3 separate regions of the Sus scrofa genome follow, and all the other regions are linked to region 3. Evidence: chromatin contacts called from public Hi-C and HiChIP or PLAC-seq data. All regions are on one chromosome and are shown on one strand. Each heading gives the region's core, a stretch centred on a gene start, on an enhancer-like site or on the middle of the called end of the contact. The rest is flanking DNA. Distances are from core to core; before and after follow the strand shown.

Region 1 (4,728 bases), core at 289-2,788, 320 kb after region 3:
TGCTATTATACCTGCCACTATAATTTGACCCCAAAATACAAAGAAACATGAGATAAAGTGCATGAAGGGTTTAGAAGAATGATTCTATTCTTTTCCTTTTTTTGTTGGGTTTCCATTCCTCAGGTTAATCTGATTGTTGTTTTTGCAAGGAGGGAATTCACCAAATACATTATAAATAAGCATTACCATGCTCAAAATCCTTCCGTATGGGAAGTTTTCTTTCCTTAATGCATTTACCTGTGTATGTAGAACCAGGTCGTCTTCCATTGCTAAGACAATAACAATTACTACTTCCAAACGAAGGTGCGACATTAAATAGTTTAAATGCTGGCAGCCTCTCTCTGCTTCTTTTTAATATTAAACTTCCACAGAAATGCTCAGTTCTTCAGCTCTTGCCTTTTAGTTAAAATCTACACATTGTGGACATACCTTAAACATGTTCTTGGGTGAAGGCTGATGAGGATCGGAACATGTATTAGGGGATATCGTTACCTGTCGACATTTCCAGAAGACTTCAATCCTCTAGGAGGAAGGGAAAAACATGCTTAATGCTTAATTGGTCATTCCTTGACTACTGAACAATAACCATGCCATGCATTTTTTTTTAAACACACCAGTGGCAGGGTTGGTTGTATGAGGCATGAGTCTGCATGGCTGCTGTAACAAAATGCCTCAGACTGGATGGTTTGACCAGCAGACATTTATTTCTCACGACAGAGTCCTGGAGGCTAGAAAGTCTAAGATCAAGGTGCAGCTGATTCAGTTCTTGACCAGGGATCTCTTCCTGGCTTGCAGATGGCTTCCTTCTTATGTCCTCACATGGTGGAGAGAGAGACAAAACTCTGGTGTCTCCTTCTCTTCTGATAAGGGCACTAACCCCATGGTGAGGCCCCTACCCACATGACCTCATCAAAATCTAATTACCTCCCAAAGGCCCACCTCCAAAGGCTGCCACTTTGAAAGTAAGGGCTTCAACACATGAACCTTGGCTGGGCTGGAATGGGGAGGACAGTTCACGCAGCATGAGTTAGCAACCCCACCAAAATCTTAAGAGTTCTAATTCATCTGAGAAAGCAGCTTTCTAGACATCTGAATTTAACAAATACTAATAAAATACAGAGACGGCCATTCTTAAACGAATGTCTTTAGTGTTCTAGACAAATCACCTCTTTGGTAAACTATGGCTACACACCAAGAAGTTTATATTACCTTTTCCTGTAGCATTTATATTTCCTTATCTTTTACTCATTCTCTCTTTTTTTTTTTAATAATTGGGTTTAGTGTGCTAAAAATAGCCCATGTTGCACTGTTTTTCCTTCTAGCTTCGTTACAAACTGATTTCTAATTGTCTTTGAGACTAGGAAATTCTCATGTGAATGCACTCAGCATATTTGACTGAAACTCAGGCATGCATTAATGCAACCTTGGATTGGGGGGGGGGGCATAGCTCTTGTGACCCCTTCAGCTCTGCCCCTCCATCCCTCCTTAGTCATACACCCTTTGGGGATTTATTTCTGCCCAGTGTACAATCTGGGTATTAAATGCTCTGAGTTGCTATAATTAAAGAGACTCTATTTTTAGTTACAAACTGTTTCCCTGAGATACATACAACTGCTCATTAATCCTGGGAGCCTTTTTCACAAAGCTTGTGTTCTCGACTTTTTTTTTTTTCCAATGCCCAATAGACTCATGAGGGAAAATACGAACACTGGTTATATTTAGTTTTCTCCTCAACCATGTCAAACCCTAAATTGAGAGGAAGTTATAAATACACTGCAAAAAAGTGTTCTCTCTTTCCTTTAAGCAGTATTTTAGTGCCCCCCAGGATTGTGGTGTAAAGGGCAGAGAGGAGCCTGTATTAAAATGAGAGATGAAGTAAATTAAACTTCAGCCTTTTGAAGGCGTTGTCCAGTCCGCGGGGCTGATCACACTCTGTGGCGTGGAAGAGTGTCTCAGACATAGTAGGCGTTTGTCCAATATTTATGGGGACCAGAAGGATTGACCACATGTAGCAGCTATGCAGAAAAGGCCCATTGCTTGAATGAATATAACATTTTGCCTAGTTGACCCTTTGAGAGCAGAGGGAATGTTCTCTGAAGCAAATTCCTTGAAGAGGTGAGCACTACAAAGCCACAAACCGTCCAACACCTTCCCAACAATGGATCCAGCCATCAATTTCAGTTTGCAAGTGGTCTCAGCGGCTTCCAGGGTGGTAGTGAGCTTTCACTTGCAAAGAGGCATTCCTGGGTTTGGAACTTCTAGCTTAGGAATGTTCTGATACCCGCTGCCAAGCAGTTGCCCCATGATCAATCCCATCTCTCTGCCTCCAGCTCAGAACCCATTTCCTAAGCTCTCTCGGGCCTGGTGACAAGTACCAGGAACCCATCTGACACCCTCTCAGGCACCTCTTCCATCCTTCTCAAAGGGCTCAGACGCAACATGACCCTCCACACCCGCTGTTTGCCACCTCTCACTGCAGTCTGGGGTGTGTTGTAACGTGAGGGCAGGGCTTGACAGTCAGGAGGCTGGCGTTTATATCCAGACTCATCTATTACATGGAAGGAGCCGAGGTAGTGCCTTAAGTGAAGTGTTTCATCTCTAAATGTTGATTCCCCTAGGTGAGGCATAGAGGAAACAGCCTACTCATAAGGCTGCTGTGAGAATTCCATGAACTAATTCATATAAATAATCTAGTTCAGTTCCCAGCCCTGGAAGGAAAGTCTGTGTAAGTGGAGACCATTGTTACTCACAAGTCTGTGAACTGCCCCCCCAGCATCATCATAAACCTGAACGTCTTCCTTTTCTCTCTTTCAACTTCTGTCCATCATGCAGTAATCTCTTTCCCCCTCTCCATTTTTCTTTCCTTCCTTCTCTTTGTCTTCCTCACAAATCAAAACAAGGCTATGAGTGTTTCCAAGAGCCATATGATTGATAAACCCACAGTCAAGAAAAGGGAAGCCATCAAAGTTCCCATCGTGGCTCAGCAGAAGTGAATCTGACAAGTATCCATGAGGATGCAGGTTCGATCCCTGGCCTTTCTCAGTGGGTTAAGGATCCAGCATTGCCACCAGCTGTGATGTAGGCTGCAGACATGCCTCAGACCTGGTGTTGCTGTGGCTGTGGCATAGGCCAGCGGCTACAGCTCCAATTTAATCCCTAGCCTAGGAACTTCCATATGCTGTGGGTGCAGCCCTAAAAAGACAAAAAAAAAAAAAAAAATAAATAAGAAAAGGGAAGCTATCAATCTGAAATAAAATATCTGAAGTGAAAATAGGACGGGGGTTAATAACTGCAAACACCCTTAACAATAAGTCCAGCATATCCCAAATAACTCTTCAGAATGTTCCCAGAAGTCTCCCAATACTTCTAAGTTTAATCTGCTTTTTTTTTGAGCAGTCGACACTTCAGAACAAAGCAAAACCAAAAGTTGTTTTTTTTTTTAACTTTTCAAACTTCAAACATATTTTTGGAGAGTGGCATCAAATAATGAATACTCATATTTTGATCTGGGTTTCCATTAACAACAAGTACAACAGAAGTCTTTTCTAATATTTTTTGCTGCAAACACACCATCACTGACTCCATGATGGGTAAAAGAGGCTACTAGAGTGTGATCTTGGAAACTGGCAAATTACAACAGCACTTCCATGGAGTACATTTTTCAAGCTCCAAATAAGTGAGTTACAGCCACATAGGGAAGGACTTGGTTGCAAGTTGAAGCCTGTGTCGTCAAGCATTTTCCCACACCGAGCACATCTTCCTTTCTCTGTTTTATTGCCTTGTTGTGTTTTGTTTTGTTTTTCTAAGATGTGGTTTGGAAAGGAGTTAGACAGTTCTCCAACACAGATAAAAGTTCAGGAACCCCTAATCCAGAAATGAATGACAGAAGGTGACAGATCAACTTGCTGAGAAGTTAGCACTTTTCATCACAGCTAATGTTTGGCCAAGAAATAATCATCAATCTTTCTCCAACAACACCTGTAACCTCAGGTTTATTTATTTATTTTTTTCTCTTTTCATTCTTTTTCTTTCTGGTTTTTATTGAGGGACTTAGCCTAGTGCAGGAATGCGTTTTCTTTTTAAGACAAGCATCGTAGCTTCATGGGAAAACTAAATGGAATCTCCCAAACTTTAAACACATAGAGCAGACATCGTCTCCATCAGTTCTAAATAGCACAATGAAACGGGGGCTTGTGTACATCCTGCTGTGGTCCCCCTAGGACTGTGCTATGTGACATGAAATCTATTAGGCACGTGTGACTGCTTAAATTAAAATGAATTGAAAATGAGTAAAATGAAACCAGTTCCTCAGGTGCGGTGGCCACTTGTGGATCATGGCTGCCATATTGGACAGGGCAGCTATGGAGAATTTCTTTCACTGGAGAAAGGTTTTTATGGACAATGGGGCTGCAGAATATGGATTTTTTCATGGCAGAGCAGAGCTGGGGATCTTCACGACATCCGGATGATGAATTTTCAGGGAGGACCTCTGCAGCTCTGGACCAGGGCTCAGACAAAGACTTCTCTATTTTACCACGCGATCTTTTGTGCATCTCAGTGCGTAACATGAGAGTGTCATCACTCTGCTTTTCTGATGTAGAGGCTTATTGCTTCAGAAAGAGCTAAAGTTGCAGATTCAGACCTCTGACTCTCTTACACAATTCAGCAGGCCCTGAGCCGCCGAGGAGGCAACCTTTGCTCTCAAACACTTTGTAAAGAAGCAACCGA
Region 2 (4,337 bases), core at 330-2,829, 390 kb after region 3:
AAAAGTATTACACAAGGCTGAAAGCACAAATAAAAGTCACAACTAGCAAGTAATATTCATTAGGCATCCATGCGGTTTTTCAAAGCCAAATCCAAATGCTTCTTTCTAAATGTGAGATAAAACTGCTGTATTTTTTAACAAGGCAATGCTGTTAAATGGAAAAGTTCCATTTTCCATAAAGCCAAATACTTTGACCAGAGGAAACCTCTATGGAGATCTGGGACAAATGAACTTCTAAACATGGTACCTGCATTTAATAAAGAGGCAAATAAGTACTGGGTTCTTGAGTCTGAAGTTACAAAGGTTTTGACATCGCCAGCAAACCGTGGCAGCTGGCAAACATCCTGAACCATGAACCACCAAACAGCAGCTGAAGCAGGTCACATTCCAAACCTCTGTAGCATTTCCTACAATATAGTAAATGTTGATGGGCAGGGAAATTTATTTCCTTCAGAGGAGCAGAGAAGAGCTTATTTGGATCAGAGCAGATAGCAAATTTCAAATGTACTCAAAAAGTGAATGAAAAACAACATAGAAACTTTTTTTTTTTTTTTTGCAAAATTCATGCAAAGGCAAATAAAAACCATTTTTAATATAATTGAAAACATGCCACTCTCTTTACACTGGAGAAAACTCAAGAGAATCATACATCACAATAAAATGCAAGTGTATCATGAATCATGAAGCCATGAAAATACACTGAAATGTTTTGCCTCCAAGAACTCCACTAGAACATGTACATATAGGCTCAGATGAGAGAGAGAAGTCATTCGCAAAATAAGCCTACCCTCCCAACAAAAGCCTTTAATGTATGTGCATAAATTAAATTTGGGGTTGGTTTTTTGTTTGGGTTTTGGTGAGCTGTTTGGGTTTTGTTTTGTTTTTTTTCTTGGCACCGTTTGTTTTATTGTCTTTTGCCTTAAGATAAGATTCGCAGTTAACTTTAAAACCAAGATTCGATAAGTAGGTTTACCTAAAGGTTGCCTGAAATATTGTTTCAACAAAAAATAGCATTAAGAATCTCCTCTCTAGTCCCCGGAGTGGGCTGAAACACCCTGTTCGTTTATAAAACGTCAACAGAAGAGGATCTCAGGAACAGCAAAGCTGATGGTGTCCGGTCCACACTTCCCTACAAAGATAAGCAGTCACCCTTTTTTTCCCCCCCTTAATCTGCTGTGGCTCCATTAGTAAGCCCCTAAAAATGCAACCTGGCATTTACACTCTTGTCCATCTGGAATGTCTCTACGTCAGAGGAAAACCCTCTCCCCCCGTGAAAGATGAACAAGTACACAGCTGGTAGAGATCTGGGCACGCAGAAAGGAGCCCGCTTAAGCGGCCGCAGGCACATGGCTCCACGGCTAATCCCTCCGCACCCTCTTCTTCCCACTTTCAGATGAAGCTGGCAAGGAAATGAGCTGCGTTTGTAACCGAATTCTCTACTATTATCAGACACCGAACAATTCCTTGTTGAAAAGAGATTGCAAGGACAAAGCTTGAACACTCGCCATAGAAGCTGTCTGAAGTCCAAGGTGCTGTCTTTTACCGTCACTGGAAGCCTTGCAAGCACATATGCACAAGGTCTTGTGAAAGCCGCATTGTGAAATCTAATCCTGCCCCTCTGCCCCCCGCCCAGCGGCAGACTCACATATGGGCACTGCCGCGGAGATTCGGGAATTGCTGAGGTTTTCCACGCCGCTTCCATGAAAACCAATACTTCTAGGTTTCACTGCTGGCCCGCGATGTGAAGCTAAACTTAGAAATCAAAGCTGGGTTCTCTATCAAGCCGCACCACCTAGGTAGCTGTGGGCAGGAATGTGAACATCCAAACAATTCCAATTCCTAACTATGGGTTTTGATGAGCAAAGCTCGGCAATAAAACCCAACTCTCTAGATAATTTAACTACAACAACAGCGTAATTGCTCTGGAATGCTTTTGGTATTAAATTTGGCTTTTGTTGAAACTGAGGTTTTGACAGTACCACCACAGGGGGCGCTAGCTGCACCCTCATCTGTGCAAAACAGACCCCAGGTGCTGTGCCTTAAACAGCCCAGCTGGTTGTGGGTTTTATTAAATCTAAGCTAGTTATCAAGAGCTATACTAGAAAAAGCTGGACATTAATCCATTTTACCTCTGCTACTTCCTATGGAATTCTTCCCAACCACACTGGTCAACTGTCATTCCCAGTGACAAAGTTTTGCTTCTTATCAAAATTTACACCGAACGAAGGCTAATTGAGGTTTCAAAGAGCTTCCTCCCTCCCACAAAGCATCCTACACCGCAGATGATATAGGTTTTAAAATTGTGAAGAGGCATTCCCGTCGTGGCTCAGTGGTTAACAAACCCGACTAGTATCCATGAGGACGCAGGTTCGATGCCTGGACTTGCTCAGTGGGTTAAGGATCGGGCGTTGTTGCGAGCTGTGGTGTGGCATAAGCAGGAGGTACAGCTCGGATTAGACCCCTACCCTGGGAACCTCCATATGCTGCAGGGGCGGCCCTAAAAAGACACATACATACACACACATACACACACACACACAAAATTGTGAAGAGAACCAAGATTTTATAGGTAATTCAATAAATCTAAAATTCTCCAAATCCAAGGACTCTGCCCAAGAAGAGGCAGTTGACCTGGTTAAGCTCCAAATTGTGAATCTTGAAACTTAAATGACTATTTCATTAATGTCATTTGGAAATCATGACAGAGACATAAACATGGTCATGGATAACAATGCCACGTGACATTGCTTTCCATCCTAAACCAGAGGAATACTCAAGTTCCTTCTCGTTATTTTTAGCAAAGACACCCTGGTTCCTGGCTTGCACCAGCACTTCCTTCCGATTATCCAAAAAGCACTTAAGGCAAAAGTGACCAATCTATACAAAGGGCTTATCTGTAGCTCCACAACAATACAATCCCAGCTTACTACAGAAGCAGTCTAAATAAATATTAAAAGGCTCCTTAAGGCTTCCTACTATCTTCCAACAACTGGCAATCATTATTTTCCACAACGACATAGATTTGACTTTGGTTTGATTTATTAATCTAGTGAAGTGTTTAAAAATCTTGCCCTTAGTGAATAGAAGAATGCACTATTGACAAATATCATACCATAGCAGGTATGTGTAGAAATCTTTAAAAATGATACAAATAAATTTATTTATAAAACAGAAACGCACTCACAGACATGGAAAACAAGTTTATGGTTACCAAGGCGTAAGGAGCAGAGGAACCCAGGATAAATGAAATTTGGAGTCTGGGATTAACAGATACACACTACTAAATATCAGATAAACAACAGAGTCCTACTGTATAGCAGAGGGAACTATATGCGATATCTTGTAATAACCTATGATGGAAAAGAATCTGAAAAAGAAAAAATATATATATACACATGCATTATATATATATATATATATATATATATATATAAACTGAATTACTCTATGGTACACCAGAAACTAACACAATATTGTAAGCTAACTATACTTCGATTTTAAAAAAAAATGCACTATCACCATTTGAATGTGGCACCCTAACTTAGAATCAATGCCCAGAATTCTTTAGGAAGCCATTACATATGTCATATCATACCAGCAATTAAAAGACCTGTAACTCAGGCCTGCTGTGATATAACCATCTAAAATGCCATGAGACCATAGAAATGTAAAAAATGGTAAAGAGAAAAAAAAAATCACAATGTACATTTTGCCCACCATACTACCTAAAATTTCTACTATAACAACTCAATTCTGCTGTTATAGCTAGAAAGCAGCCACTGACAATACAGAAGGAAATGAGTGTAGGCACGCCCCTCCCACAAACTACAGAGACAGATGATGGCCAGATTTTGGCCTATAAGGTTAATTTGCTGACTCCTGATCGAGTGTAAAGTCAGCAAAACCACATATTTCACTGTAATTCAGGAATAAGAATAAAGAAGGGACTGCACATTAAAACCAAGCCGGGGTGGGGGGGGGGAGGTTGGGGAGGGATGGATTGGGAGTTGGGGATTAGTAGATGCAAACTGTGATATATATACATACACACACACATACACACACACAATGGATAAACAACATAGCACAGGGAACTATGTTCAACCTTCTGTGATAAACCATAAAGGAAAAGAATATGAAAAAGAACATATATATAACTATTTATATATAATATACATTATGTATACATATGATTATGTCCCTTTGCTGTACAGTAGAAATTAATACCACACTGTAAATCAACTATACTTCAATTAAATAATTATTTTTAAATAAACCAATCAGCCTACAAACAGAAAACATCTCTCTAATGCGAGGAATCCAATAAGGAAAACAGC
Region 3 (4,549 bases), core at 1,804-4,303:
GTGAAATGTTCTACCTTTAGCAGAGCCAATAAGATGTGAAGAGGTTTTTTGTTGTTGTTGTTGTTTTGTTTTGTTTTCCAAAAGCCATATAATTCTCACTCAATGGCATACCCTTGCTCTAGAACTTAGGAGGTTTTCACGGTGATTCTCTTAGTTAGGCTTGCCCTTTTTTCCATACTTTATCTTTTTATGCCACTAAATCTTCCAACATAGAGGTAACTGGAGTCTGTGGCCCAAACAGCAAAACTGTTAACACAACAGCCTGACTTACTATTGAGTCCTTTCGTACTCTAAGCCCAAGTCAAATGTGGCAGCCTTCCACGTCACCCAGCATATGGAAGAGAGCTATATTCTTAGGACTTGTGGGTACAACGTGATGCTCCAGAAACTGAAGAAATCTCCTAGGAGATTGGCCTCCCTGCCTTCTTAGTAGTAGGGAGCACAAGATGTAGCCAATTAACTTATACTTTGGAGGTTATGTACTGTAAATCTCCTGACAACTGGATTCCTAAATGTTTACTAAAGAGATAGGTCCCGGATTCATCACTGAGTTTACCTCCCACCCTCTAGAGTGTTTTTATCTCATAGAGGTCTCCAGCATTCTAAGCACTTCTTGCTCAGCCTGCTCGACATGACACATTTGATATATGGTAGCAACATGATGTTCTTTAGGATATACAGATGGATTTGTGTCTTTGTGAAAGAGGAAGAGAATTAACATAGCATTGGGAAAAACTATAATTATTGTTGTGTAGTCCTTATGAATGTGAACTGTTTCTGTCTTTCTCTTCTGAGTGGAATAAAAAAGAACGCACTCACCAAATTAGTGGCCGTATGCAATCTACCTTAGACCTTATAAATTTCTAGCAATGATACCACACCCAATACAGCAGCTGTCATTGAGCTATTTGAGTGTTTGTGGTAGTCTATAGTCATTCTTCAGGATTCATTCAGTTTCTGCAGGGTCCAGAATGATGAACTACATGAAACTTGACGGATGAATGGATTAGGAGATGTGGTACATGTATACAATGGAATGCTACTCAGCCATAAAAAAGGATGAAATAATGCAGTTTGCAGCAACATGAATTCAACTAGAGATTCTCACACTAAGTGAAGTAAGTTATAAAGAGAAAAACAAATACCATATGACATCACTTACATGTGGAATCTAAAATATGGTACAAATGAAACGATCCATAAGATAGAAACATACTCACAGAATTTTGGTTGTCAAGGGGGAAGGGGAGGGAGTGGGATGAATGAGGAGTTTGGGGTTAGTAGATGCAAAGTATTACATTTAGAATAGGTAAGCAATGAGATTCCACTACACAGCACAGGGAAGTATCCAATCTTTAGGGATAGAACATGATGGAAAAAAGTATGAGTAGAAGAATGTATATATGTGTGTGACTGGGTCACTATGCTGTACAGCAAAAATTGATACAACATTGTAAATCAACTACACTTTAATAAAAAATACATTAAAATTTAAAAGGACATGATGGAGAGAGAACACTATCTTTTAGGTCTTTAATGGTGGCATTAAACTCCACCATTCCGTTGGGCTGTATGTTATTTTGACTTATCCTCAAGGTGGAGGATGGGAAGGAGCAGGAATGTCCCAGCTCTGATCTTCCTGCTATGCACAGTCATTGGCTGATAACAGACCAGGGAAAGCATGGCTACGGTAAGGTCAATCCAAATAGCAGCAGCTGAGGCTGTCTGCCAATGACTCTTTGTAGGTTCTCTCAAAGGGAGAATTGAATTACAGCTCTGTCACCATCTCAGCTAGATCAATCTACATTTATACATTGATCTCTACATCTAAATATGTAACACCTCACCGTACACAATTAGGATTTACCCCAAGAATTCAATATATTTATTCACGCTAGGAGATATTTTAGTAGAATTCATCAAATTACCAGGTTGGCATTGGGGGAACATATAAGCAAATCAAAAGATGGCAATGGTTTTATTTTGAGGTGCTTTTATGCCTATTCAAAATTTTCAACATGCAAATTTTTTGCAATTGCATAGGAATTTTTTTTTTTTTTTTGGTCTTCTTAGGGCCACACCCCCGGCACATGGAGGTGCCCAGGCTGTGAGTCGAATTGGAGCTGCAGCTGCCAGCCTATACCACAGCCACAGCAACGCCAGATCCAAGCAGTGTCTGTGACCTATACCACAGCTCATGGCAATGCTGGATCCTTAACCCACTGAGCAAGGCCAGGGATTGAACCTGCGTCCTTATGGATGCTAGTCAGATTCTTTTTCACTTAGCCATGACAGGAACTCCAACAATTATTTTGAAAGAAAATTGAGAGACTTCTCTGCTCATTCTATAAATAAATAGCTTTGAGAACCAACTGATTATCATAATCTGACCATATTAAGAGCTTTGGCCAATCAGATCAATCAAGTCTCTCAAGTTTGTACAACTCCGTCATCCTCACCATAGCATGCCTGCCACGGGGCTACTTACATTTGCATCACCTCTGGAGTATCCCATCAGTTAAAGATAATGTGGAATGTTTCCAAGGACCCCCGTGTGGTTTCTTTCCCTCTGAGTGAGAATGGAAAGAGACATCGTAGTATCAAGAAGTCATCACATACTTTGAATAGCCAGGAACTCTAGAACCTGGACAGAGTTTCACACAGAAAATGAAAATACATTATAGATTTAATTTTATGTTCTGGAGTGTAGCAAACAATTTCTTTTAGGATGAGCTTTCTCCAAACACAGCAAGTTAGGAAACTTTCACACATAGAAACCAAGAGGACCCGGAATGCTCAACAAGCTGGGTACAAGCTGAGCCGCAAGAGCAAACTAAGCACATTTAAAAATAACAATAAGGATAATAAAGCTAATAATTATAATCTCCCTGGTGAGATAAAAGGTCACTGTGACCACCAGATTGCCATACCAGCTATTCTGCCTGGCATGATGCTTACTTGGCCCTTGTGCATTGGTAAGTCCAGAGCCAGGCTGCAGGCAGGCACCAGCCCAGGCTTCCATTTGCTTACCCTCCAGCAACTGCCAATGGTTCAGGTTGCAAATTTGTTTATATTTAGAAGAACAGGTGTGCGGCTCAGTTCTAAATCAAGTCAATGCCCTGCTGGTGTCATCTTGTTGCATTTCATGTAGCTGGAATAACTTAATTCGGAAAAGGGCAACACGACTACCCTAAGTAAGGGCTGCACCAAGTGTGGAGGGCTTTTACGTCATGACTTCTCTTCTTTTCAGATTCTGCTCACTGTCCCCTCTTTGAACAAACCTGCAAGGTTTTTTGTTTGTTTGTATGTTTGTTTGTTTGTTTGTTTGGGTACAGGTTGGTGGTTTTCCATGAGAAAAGAAATCAGAAGCCCTGGATTCAAATGAAGTCTCATTAGAAGACTGGATTATCTCTTACCTGTGACCATGGGCTGAAATCACAGGTCTTCAGTGGGCCCCCTCTTTAAAACACCAAGATTGTTGTAAAACTCAAATTCCATCATGAAGCAGAATGTTTCATAAGTGCTAAAGTACTCCAAAGCTGTAAAATATCATGATGCACATGAAAGATCCTTATGACACTAAATATGCTCTAGAAATGTAAACTAGTGGAATGGATGAACGTGTGCTGTGAGCAATGCTGTAAATGTCAGATCCATGACAGAATCCAAGACCAGGTGTTCTTGAAGACAGCAGCTTGGCAGTCATCGCCTTCAATTGTTATTTCTATTAATAATTCTAATGAGGAGTTCCTCTCGTGGCTCACTGGGTTAAGAACCTGACATAGTATCCATGAGGATGCAGGTTCGATGCCTGGCCTTCCTCCATGGATAAAGGGTTCAGCATTCCTGCAAGCTGCAGCTAGGTTGCAGATGCGATTCTGGTCCCGCATTGCTGTAGCTGTGGGGTAGGTCTCAACTGCAGCTCCCATTAGATCTTTAGCCTGGGTACTTCCATATTCCACAGGTGTGGCTGTAAAATGAAAAAAAAGAAAAAAGAAAAAAGAATTCTTATGAAAACATAATGTATAAGGAAGTGAGGACACTTGGTTATAATATAAAGTTATCCTGCTGGTGATGTTATCTCTGATACTTGTCCAGGCTTTCATCTCAGTTCTGTCCAGAGTAATTTGGGACATTGACACACCATCATTTTGTGGCATCCTAAACGAAGTAGGTACCAAGTAGAAGGCTTTTCACTGGAGAGGGGAAAGGAAATTTTGTTTCCTTTTTACTTCTGTTTATGTAGGATTATGTGTTATCAAAATTTATATTGATAAAATAATAAAATATTTTACAGAAAAAAAACCCCTTGCTTTTCCTAAAGTAGTTTTTTCATAAGTACTTATTTAAAAATTTCCTGTCTACCCAGTGCATCTTTGTCCCCATTTTATAGTGGATCTTCCACTAAGTAAGTAAACAAATGCAGATACATGCTTTCCCAAACACAAGTAACAGCATGAGCACCTGAAATGTACTTGACCTTGCTCCTGAATCATCTTTAACGTCAATTCAGTTGCTCTGAGATATAGGCAAGAAAAGTGTCACTCCA

What was found. A called contact is a pair of places that touch in the nucleus more often than the background predicts. HiChIP or PLAC-seq counts read pairs in DNA pulled down with a chosen protein or histone mark.
Region 1: an H3K27ac HiChIP or PLAC-seq map of skeletal muscle shows a contact between it and region 3, with 4 times the contacts expected there. The contact joins two enhancer-like sites. A contact is called at or near these places in 1 of 47 Hi-C or Micro-C datasets (heart right ventricle) and 1 of 2 datasets of contacts at active chromatin or transcription factors (skeletal muscle).
Region 2: a Hi-C map of skeletal muscle shows a contact between it and region 3, with 7 times the contacts expected there. The contact joins two enhancer-like sites. A contact is called at or near these places in 1 of 47 Hi-C or Micro-C datasets (skeletal muscle) and 1 of 2 datasets of contacts at active chromatin or transcription factors (skeletal muscle).

What each region holds. Positions count from the first base shown.
Region 1 is chr15:128,193,598-128,198,325 of Sscrofa11.1, forward strand. It overlaps LOC106506385 (a long non-coding RNA gene), which reads right to left. Exons shown (of 4, transcript XR_001301650.2): 2 at 430-522. Among named protein-coding and RNA genes, the nearest start is that of IRS1, 110 kb to the right of the region's middle. Within about 2 kb of position 1,539, at least 1 of the 83 cell types and tissues checked has an H3K27ac peak or open chromatin away from gene starts, as enhancers often do. A contact at or near this core is called in skeletal muscle, where this site is marked.
Region 2 is chr15:128,268,847-128,273,183 of Sscrofa11.1, forward strand. All of the region lies in intron 1 of IRS1 (insulin receptor substrate 1), which reads right to left. Among named protein-coding and RNA genes, the nearest start is that of IRS1, 36 kb to the right of the region's middle. Within about 2 kb of position 1,580, at least 31 of the 83 cell types and tissues checked have an H3K27ac peak or open chromatin away from gene starts, as enhancers often do. A contact at or near this core is called in skeletal muscle, where this site is marked.
Region 3 is chr15:127,876,883-127,881,431 of Sscrofa11.1, forward strand. No RefSeq gene overlaps it. Among named protein-coding and RNA genes, the nearest start is that of IRS1, 430 kb to the right of the region's middle. Within about 2 kb of position 3,054, at least 3 of the 83 cell types and tissues checked have an H3K27ac peak or open chromatin away from gene starts, as enhancers often do. A contact at or near this core is called in skeletal muscle, where this site is marked.